2 separate regions of the Mus musculus genome follow, and region 2 is linked to region 1. Evidence: chromatin contacts called from public HiChIP or PLAC-seq data. All regions are on one chromosome and are shown on one strand. The core of a region is the stretch at or near the end of the contact, and the rest is flanking DNA. Distances in the headings are between cores, read along the strand shown. Region 1 has its middle 120 kb from the start of Aard. Region 2 overlaps Slc30a8 (solute carrier family 30 (zinc transporter), member 8).

The links. HiChIP or PLAC-seq counts read pairs in DNA pulled down with a chosen protein or histone mark.
Region 2: a contact with region 1 is called in a PDX1 HiChIP or PLAC-seq map of a beta-TC-6 cell line, with 19 times the contacts expected there. The contact joins two enhancer-like sites. A contact is called at or near these places in 4 of 484 Hi-C or Micro-C datasets (the G1E-ER4 cell line and nephron progenitors) and 1 of 115 datasets of contacts at active chromatin or transcription factors (a beta-TC-6 cell line).

What each region holds. Positions count from the first base shown.
Region 1 is chr15:52,158,600-52,163,431 of GRCm38.p6, forward strand. No RefSeq gene overlaps it. Among named protein-coding and RNA genes, the nearest start is that of Aard, 120 kb to the left of the region's middle. Within about 2 kb of position 3,197, at least 73 of the 459 cell types and tissues checked have an H3K27ac peak or open chromatin away from gene starts, as enhancers often do.
Region 2 is chr15:52,314,632-52,319,643 of GRCm38.p6, forward strand. Slc30a8 (solute carrier family 30 (zinc transporter), member 8) reads left to right here. Exons shown (of 8, transcript NM_172816.4): 3 at 2,644-2,790. Among named protein-coding and RNA genes, the nearest start is that of Slc30a8, 22 kb to the left of the region's middle. Within about 2 kb of position 1,745, at least 5 of the 459 cell types and tissues checked have an H3K27ac peak or open chromatin away from gene starts, as enhancers often do.

The DNA of each region.
Region 1 (4,832 bases), core at 1,947-4,446:
CAGGGGCTGGATGTAGGTCCTCTGCACATATGTAGCAGAGGTGCAGCTTGGCCTTCATGTGGATCCTTCAACAACTGGAGTGTGTGCGGGGAGGGAATGATGCTGTTCCCCTAACTGGTCTTCTTAGTCCCATCTCAATGGGAGTGGATGCAGTGACTTGATGAGTCTGGGTGGCAGGTGATACCAGGAGGGACCTCCCCCTTCTCAGAGTAGGAGGGTACTGGGAGGAAGGAGGGTGAGACATTGGGCTGTAAAGTGAGTAGATTAATCAATTAAAAACGAGTCAGCCACAGAATCCTACACACACACACACACACACACACACACACACACACACACACACACACACAAACTGTGATCTCAGAGGCTGTCCTGGTGGAGCTGGCCACTGTCATGATTTGTCATGACCTCCTTTTGCAGTCCTACCTTTGGGCTGCAGTCTCTAGGGAAGTACTGGGTGTCTATTGAAGTGTCATCCCACAATCTTCCTGGCACCAGACATGGGCTCTCTTAGAGTCTTGTTCTTCCTCTGTTCTGCTCCTGGTACTTCTAAGACTTGGAATAGGATGATAATAGATTATTTTGGTATTGATTTTGGGTTATGGATGAGTCATTTCATAGGATAACCTACTTTATATGAACCAGTTTGGAGAGTGTTGTTGAATTATCTAGGATCATGTTAGAAACTTTGTAAAATATAAAAGATGGATAGCATAAAGCATTCCTTAGGTAGCTAGCTTTCAGCTGTGGAAGCTAGGTTGTATAGGAAGGAACTAATTAGAATAAGGAACGCATGCATGCTCTATTTCCAGTTAGTATAGAATGTGCACTCTAGTTCCTAGCAAGGCCATCATCTTGCATAGTTTGGATCTTGATTTTAAAAGTCACGAATAAGGAGGAGTTCAGGGCTACTAGAATTCAGAAGTGGGCATCGGGAGGGTCTTCAGTATCTAAGGAAGGCTTCCCAACAAAGACTTAGGTGGATTTCTGAGGCCCAGTGGCCACTGAATGAGCAGAGAGAACTCAAGGAGGTCAGCCAAAGCCAGGTAATCATAGAGTCACAAAAGTGAGGGGAGAGTGACAGACAACAGAAGAGAGGGCACTCTTGGCAGCGCAAGAACTCTAATTGGTCGATAGAGATGATATGTTAAACAATGACCAGTGTGTTTACAATACCTTCACTGCTAAGCAGGGGGTACTTGAACAGGATTCTGTAATCTATCATGCCCATTTCCCCTTACAGAAAACTACCAATGATGACACGGTGTGATAGATTCCCGTAAGCCACTCAGAGGTTTTCAACGGCTTTCGATTTTTTTCAACTATGTTTCGATACATGTTAGAGAGAATTCATGGTTGTGAGGCAAGTTTACAAATTTTTCATTCTGTACTTATTTAATTTAATACATATAGATTAGTCAGCTTTATACTCCTAGGCAGTAGAGCAATCTGTGATGGGGACACGGCCTTCAGGGAGCTTCTATTCTTTAGAGGTTATTGACTCATAAATGCTCTGACACAGGAAAGTCCTGGATGGAGAATGCCAGCTAAATGGACTTGACAGTTAGCAAAGGGAGGGACTCAAATTGGAAACTGAGGGGAGTAGCGTCATCACCAACCTGAAGAGATGCAGGCTAGTGCTTGAAGCAGAAGGTAATAATAGCTCAGTCAAAGCACTGGGTGCGGCAGCCATGGCCAAGGGCTTATGCCTGCTTTCTGGACTGTTGCCATAAACAATAGGGACTCAGTATGGAAGGAAAGTCAGGACTGCACTGGGCTGTGAAGCTGTTTGTGCTTAGTAGCGATGCTGTTATTTGAAAAGGAGTATGGGAAAAGCCATCCAGTAAAGGGACTTGGGAACCAAAAGGCAAACTTAGCACCCTTTTTGATAAACTAACCAGTCTGAGAGGGCATTTAGAGCAGATGATATGTTCAATAAGCCAGCAATTTGGTTTGAAAGAGAAGACCCAAACTTCCTCAGGGACGGCGACTCCCCTGCCGCGTGCCCACAGCAAGGAGTCGAGCAAACATTGCTCTGGGAGCAAATGCGGAGTGCTTTCCAGAGAACAGGTTTCTCTTTGGGGTATAATTATTTGGCCCACTTAATAGAAGTCGCAAGCAGGCCAGCCCTTGAAAAATAGGGCTCGTTCCTCGTTTTAGCAGAGCTTGAACAAAGGGAAACTTAAAATCAATTAGAGGGAAAGAGGAAGCCTATTTCTGTCCTTCTGGAGACAAAAGATGAAGCACAATTGGTTAAAATTCAGAGGACTAAAAATCTCTTGGGCGGTTGGGGGAAGTATTGGAGAGCTGCAGAGGAGACACAGATCCAAACGCAGGCTCGAGCTGCCATCTAGTGTTGGGACGGCTGCTGGCACGCCAGGCCCAGCTGCTGTTTCTGCCTGCCGGCTCAAGGCTCTTGGGTTTCAGAAAGATGCATCAAATTACTATTTATTATTATTGTTATGCCTATTGTTATTAAATAATTACTAAGTTAAACAGGGAGTTTAACACTTCTTGTCTCCCAGGAATTAATTTTCCTCCTGACAGCACGCAGTCCTCAGTATTCAGTTGCCTCTTGTTTGAAGGAACAAGGTTTAATCCTTTGGCAATCTAACTAGGAGCCAGCTCAGCTCCGAGGGAACCACAGTTTGACCTTTGCAATCGTGTTGGAAGGTGGCAGTCTGGATCATTAACCTTGTGAAAGGTCCTGGTGTATCTATAGGCTCAAGCCTCCTCCTGAAGGGAGATTTCATGGTGAAATGCTGTTATAGAGCCTGTAGAGTAGTTTTGTCTCCTCACCAGACTCTTGTTTTATTGAATTGAGGTCTCTCATATTGGGAAGATAATTGGCAATTCAACAAATTACCTTTATTTAATTAAACAACTAATTTACTGCCAATCTGATATTGATTAGAGGCCCTGGCTGCCAATTACTTGTCCCACCCCTGCCCTGTTACTGGAAATTACAAACCTTAACCAGGCTTAGCTAATATTGTTTGTAGCCTAAAGATGGGAGCTTTGATGTTCCACAGCTGCTGGGTCTCTATCTCACTGCGGCGAAGCAGGCAGCGCCTGTGAGGCTCTGGAGATGCTTAACGTGGCCTGCCAACTCCCACGCCCACTCTGAAGCGTGGCTCTGGAGCCCCTGACCTAGATGGCTGACTCAGAGTGACTGCAGCGTCCTCCTGTGCCCCAGCCTCTGCTCTCAGCAGCAGGTCTTTTCAAACAGAGCTGTAGCGTGAGTAAACAGCCCTGAGAGGAGCCATCTGCTCGGTTCCCATTTGGACATGAAAGCGAACCTGATCTTACAGACCTTTCCAGACACCCGGTGGCCCCGCGATCTCCCCCCATCTAGTCACTGCAATACTTTACTCTTTTGTAAGGTGGGAATACAGGCATGCTTTCCCTCTACCTTTTTAAAGCCGACAGAGGAAAATAATCCTTAGAATTAAAGCTGTCCTTTGTTGTGCTGTGACATCCTCGTGACAGGTGGTGGCATATGAAAGGCTGAGGGACTGGGCAGGGGATGGAGTGAAACACATTCCTCAACCACAGGGCAGGATCAGGGGACATTGCTGTGAAAGCCCTACTCTGAATCTTCTCTTAAGGCGGGGCAGATCGACAGGGGAATAAACAAAGGAAAAATTCAGACGTTATATGTGTTTCTATTGTGGGTGCTGGAGTTGTCTGGCGTAAAGAAGAATTAAGGGATGGGGAGACCTCTCTTAGCCATTTGATGAACATTCTTCTATTTTCCTAAACATCCATGTCACCTTTAGGCCACTCTTATGTTCTTCTCATCTTCCTGTCCAGTGCCCAGAAAAACACAAACACAATTTAGGAAGCTTCCAGTTCAGTGCTCAGTACAAACAAGGCATGCAGCAAAGGCTTAGCCCATGGTAGGTGGGCAAGAATTTTTTAACTGAATCAGTGCATTAAAGTATGCGTGTCAGAATGTTTGATGAGACGAATAGTTGACTGTATCAATAAATCAGGAAAGAGAGTAACATTTATCTAGTGCTTAATCAGAACAAAGGGTTGTTCTAGCCAAGTCGTCTCCTTGGAAAAGACTATTGTAAAGATCTCCCGACAGAAGTGGAATCAGTCCAGAAGGCTGTGGAACTGACAGACAGCCATGTCCTCTCCTCAAGGTCTTTCTCTTTCCTGTTTGTCTGCTTTGCTCTCCTCTTTCTGCACCAGTCTTTCTTAAGCTCCACTCCACATACTTTCTGTCTGTTCATAAATTATGCCTGGCTAAGACTTTGCTGCTTGCCACAGCAGCAAAATGGACGTTAGCTTCTTTTGACTTTCTTGTTCATTGTTAAATATCGCATTGTCCCCCTTTCTAAATATATATTCCAGAAAGAAGAACTTCATAGGCCAAGCTTGCCAATGTATTTACTTTTGAGCCAGGCCATTTGGTCTTGGCTGCCAGCTCGTCTACGGAGCACTTGCTTGTGTTGGGCTCATTATTATGGGTAAGTAGAAAGTAGGAATGCAGGTCACCTACATGACACTCAGACATCAAGAATTGTGAGAGGACAGGCTCTCTTTGGAGGGGATACACAAACTGTAAACATATCTAGAAACCCAGGGCGTAGTACTTAGCAATAGATGAAGGGCCAAGGAAGCAGTGTGCGCATCACTTTGAGGGGTTCTGCGCAGGAACTGCTTGGTGGAGGTGACTGAACACGGGGCATCTCAGATCTGCCTGATGACTCTGGGGCATCATTATGCTGGCTGCAAAGCTTATGCTTCTCCGAGCTCTGCTCTCTCCCGTTTACTTTTCACCATTGTGAAGCATTTCATCAAGAAGAACCAGTGGCTCGTAG
Region 2 (5,012 bases), core at 495-2,994, 150 kb after region 1:
AATTGTTTAAATCTGAGGGGGGTCCATGTCCAGGAGATGCAGGGACAGTATTCTGCTCTCAGGGCCTATGCGATCTGTTCCCAGGTTGAGACCTCTCTTTGCCTGTGTTTCCTTGCCATAAGAACATTCTGCACACATCTTGCCATGGCTAGAAACAGAACCGACAACACTCTGCTTCATGCATTCTCCATAGTTCCTTTCAGCAATTACTGCTGTGTGGGTTTTTTAAATTCACCTACAAACTATTCGGTTTCATTATGATATTCTGCAACATTTTTTTTATTCCAGTGTTCCCTCTTCACATTTCTGCTCCTGTTCTTCAATTATTCCCTTCTACCTCCATATCCTCCTTTCAATTTTCTTGCCGTGTGTTGTATTTCTCTCTTCCCCTTCTTCAATAATTCTTTTTTTCCCCTCAGCACATGGTCTCATTTCTACTTTCATAGCTTGTACACATTTGCACACAAACATACCTTTTTACACACACACACACACACACACACACACACACACACACAGAGAGAGAGAGAGAGAGAGAGAGAGAGAGAGAGAGAGGGAGAGAGAGAGAGCGCTAGGATCCATGTATGAGAAAGATCATGTGATATTTGTCTCTCTGAGTTTTATCATATAATTGTTTCCAGATCCATTTGTTTTTAATCATCAATGTCTTGTCCCTCCAAGTAAGCCTGCATATTGGTGACAAAGACCTTTCTCACAAACACAAACTAAATATGCATTGGCATTGTCTGAACGTCCTAAGCAGATCTCCTTAGCAAGGAGGCTAGCCTTCAACTTCTTTGTCAATCTCATTTCCCAGAATATTCTGATATTTCCTCATCTATTATCTTCTATTTTTATAGCAAAGTGCCACATTCTTTTATTTCTTTTTCCATGTTCCTGTGCATCATGAAAACCCACAATTTTCTTGCTAATTCTCAGTCCTTCTTTGAAAAGTTCCTGAATACCACAGTGTTCTCTGTTCCCATTCCGGTAGCAAGACTTCAGTGCAGTGTTAGGCGATCACTGAAGAAAGGGATTGTAATTTGTTTACCTTTGTGTACTTTGCTCATGTTACCAGGCACAGCAAGGGCTCTATAAGTGCTGGCTGAATAGTTGAATTAATGGTCAATAATGCCCCATGCTTTCAGAAGTAAATGCACTTGCTACCTCTTGCATGCAGTGTGCTCTGTATCACTCAGCAGTGCCCACACTTTTCTAGATAGTTCTTATTACCAGCTCTGATGGTTGGGAAATGATTATAGGGTCCCAGGTCTCCAAATTACCATGATTCTTCTAAAGCAAGCTCTTTTCTTAGTTGCTTCTTCACCAGCTGAGCCTGCTAAAGAATTTTTCCAAGACTTTTCTTGCCTTGACTTAGTGGGCAATTTCAGTGTGGCACTGAGAATCCCCATCATTCATGGCTAAAATTGCAGCATGCTGCTTATCTGCATGTAGTTATTCTCCAGGCAAGAAATAATGCATTATTAACACAGCTTTATTATCAGGACCGAGTCTGGCAGATCGAGGAACATTAGAGGATAATTGGAAGGACAGCTGATTTGTTAGCAAAATGTTGCCTTTTGGCTAATGAATCATTCTGATTTTTGCACGGACAGCTCTGTAACACGCCTGAAGACTACTTTGCTTCAGATCATTAAACTTTGACAAACCAGTTATTAAGTACAGCTCGAGCCACCGGTCTGTGGGGATTATTGCAATGATGAGCCATCTATGCAATTTTTTTTTAATCATTAAGCGAGACAAGGTGAGTCTGATGATGGAGGGTCTGATGACTGATGGTCTCTGCTGCTCTGTAGTACACAAGGCAATAAACAGTGGCAGGAATGACTCATCAGTCAGCACACACTCTTTGCTGGAAAGAGGTAGGGAGAGCAATAGAGGTTATTGCTCTCAAAGAAGCCACGCTCAGGAAGAAAGGACACAACACTCCTTTAATTTCTCTTCTGGAGGCTGGAGGTGTTTTCAAAGGAGAGAAAGAGGGAAGTCACCAATGTCCAGAAAAGCAAGGTGGCCGTGTGGGCCTGCTTTTCTCTGTCCTATGCTTCGTCAGATTGTTCATGACTTTGGTATGTCCACTGGACATACCTTCATTTCTCCATTCTGTTCTGCTCTCCCACCATTTATAACATGGATCTCCAGTGCAGCTAGTAATTCAGCACAACAAAGAGTGGCAGTAAAGGCTATGGTAAAATTACAAATAAATAGCAAGACTATGAGCCAGATTGCAATGCTGCTTGCCAGGTAGAAGTTCAAGTCTACAGCCTGGATTATGAGACCCCGTGAATCTAGCCAATGCATCTACAGCCATATGTACTTATAGGTCCGTTCGTGAGACTTCCTGCCTAGCATAATTGAGATGCTGTTTCTATTTGCTTCATAATTCCTATTGCTATATATCCATGGCCTCAGAAATGACGCCCTGAACATTTATATTTATGTGCTTAAATTTAGTTACTGTTATGGTCTCAGTTATTTTTCAAATTGGGAAAAAGAGGTGGGTTAATTTGAATTCAATACCTTTTTTTGCTTCCCAAGTTGTATGAATGAACTATGTCTAATATGCAGAGGAGTCCTAATTGCATTCCCAGCCTTTAACCCAGTGTGATATTGTGCATCTCACAGGTGGACACGTTGCTGGGAGTCTGGCTATCCTCACTGATGCGGCTCATCTCTTAATTGACCTGACTAGTTTCCTGCTCAGTCTCTTTTCTTTGTGGTTGTCATCGAGGCCCCCTTCCAAGCGGCTGACATTTGGGTGGTATCGAGCAGGTAACATTCTCTGATTGCGCAATAGTGAATGCATAATGATATAGATTCAAACAGAGCTTGAAAAAAAGGGGGAAGGTAAAGAGAAAGCCTTGCCCAATAATTCCCTCTGGGCTACAAGCCTGCTGCTCAGGATAAAATAACCATGTGGGAATGTGAGCTCTCAACATTAATTCAGCTGACAGCAAGATTAATGGAAGTACCTCCTCTACTATGGGACAACAGAAATAGCTGTATCGTGATGCCAGACATTTCTGTCTCCAGGGTCTAGGAGATGATTCTTTCGGTTACTCTACATCCTTCGAAGAAAGGATGAAGGCAGAGAATCTAGGGTTTAGTGATTGTCCCTAGGGAGTTAGGCATAAAATATGGACTTTCTTAATCACACACATAGTCATTCCTACGATCTGAATGCTGCTTTGGAATCTCAGGTGGGAATTTAAAGACTGTTCAGGTGGTCTTGAGATAGGACTTCATTAAGTTATGAGATCTGTACTCTCATTAATGGGTCAATGCAGTTATTGTGGGAGTGGGATCCTGGTAAAAATGATGAGGTCAGTGTAACTTATTTCCCTGCCTCACACACACTTGCTCTTCTATCATGCTATGATGCAGCATAAAATGTTTGCCAACTTCAAGAACCTTGATCTTGTACTTCCCAGGATCCAGAGCTATGAGAGGAGAAAAAAGACCTCCTTTTGTTATAAATGGCCTACTCTCTAGTACATCGTTATAGCATCAGAAAATGCACCAAGAATGCATCCAGTGAATGCTTGACTCAGCTGAATCCTTGTTCATTTAAACATCAATAGCATTGAGGTAGACAAAAATAATGACACAGAAAAAAGGGAGAGAGTAAAATTCACTCTTTTGACCTTTCTCAGAGCTGCTTCTTTCACTGAGTGACTGCCTGCTCTTGCCCAGAAAGCAGCCAGAGTTATGAGAAGTGTTCAGTCTCTGCAAAGCATTCACTATGGGTTTTCTTTACTGTATCCCCTCACTCCCTTACCTTGCTGCTGCACTATTTCCTGTCTCTGTGGTTTCTTATATCAGTTGGAGAAATTTGTGTTGGAATATTTTGTACCAGTATTGGGAACATATAGTAGCAGCTCTGACTTCACACAGGCTGAGAAGCCAAGGCAAAGGAGAGCTGACTGCAGCATGCGGGGTAATCTTCATGGTCAGCCTTCCCAGGGAGAGACGCTGGCAGCCAAAAACCACAGCTTCACTGACAATGTGAAGTGTAGGTTTTAGAGGTTAGAGTACTAGGAAACTCTGTCTTCGTGCTAAGCAGTTTATCAGTGCAGGTGTTCAGGATTGGCTTCCCTTCAACAGTCAGAGAGAAATAAACAGTCTTAGAAAGTGTGTGAGACTGAGCTTAGAGAAGTCTTAGTACTATTTCTGAAAAAGGTACACCTGGAAGCCATGTGAGGTCTGTAGAACTCTCCCCATTTGTCAGCACAAATTTGTACACACTCTCAGCACTTCCTAGTACTATTAGAACTGTTTTGTTTCCCTGGGAAGTTTCCTTTTTTAGATAGACTAGACTCAGAACTTTACATCTTTGCTTAGACTCTGTGCCATTAATCATGGAAATCTATGAGCCCTAATATTCTAAAAGACCAAGAATGTTCAATAAAAACTCTCTGCTATTAGGCAAAATATTTTGAAATACAGGGTACAATGTAAATATTGAGAACTTTAAATGTGGCTAGGATGACTTAATAACAATATTTTGAATTTTATCTAATGTCTATTGAATGACTGCACAGGATTGGTGGCTACCATGTGAAACAGTGTCATAGACACAGGTGGGCCCTGTGAATCCACAGCCCAATCTGGCCAATCCGCCACCCGCCTACTTGGCTATTTCCTTGGAAACCATGTAGCACAATGATACCATTTATCTGTTTTTCCTCATGTGTTTCTTTCCTAACTAGTTGCTTTCAGGTTCCTAACCAATGTTTGGATCTGACTGTTGCTCTTGAACTTGGTATGAGGGCTTTATTGTTCTAGCCCTTGTTCCCTAAATATTTCTAAACATGGGCTTAGGGTGGGACATGATAAACTTGAATATCCCCATTTAGATCTGGTCTCTGTTTCTGGCCATGCAGAATTTTAAAAGGCTGATTCTCATTAATTTTGGCAAAGGAAGTTTTAAACAATCTGACTAATTAGTAGTTCTTGAGAGGTTGTTTAATGTTCCATTAGTTTCCCTGAGTTGC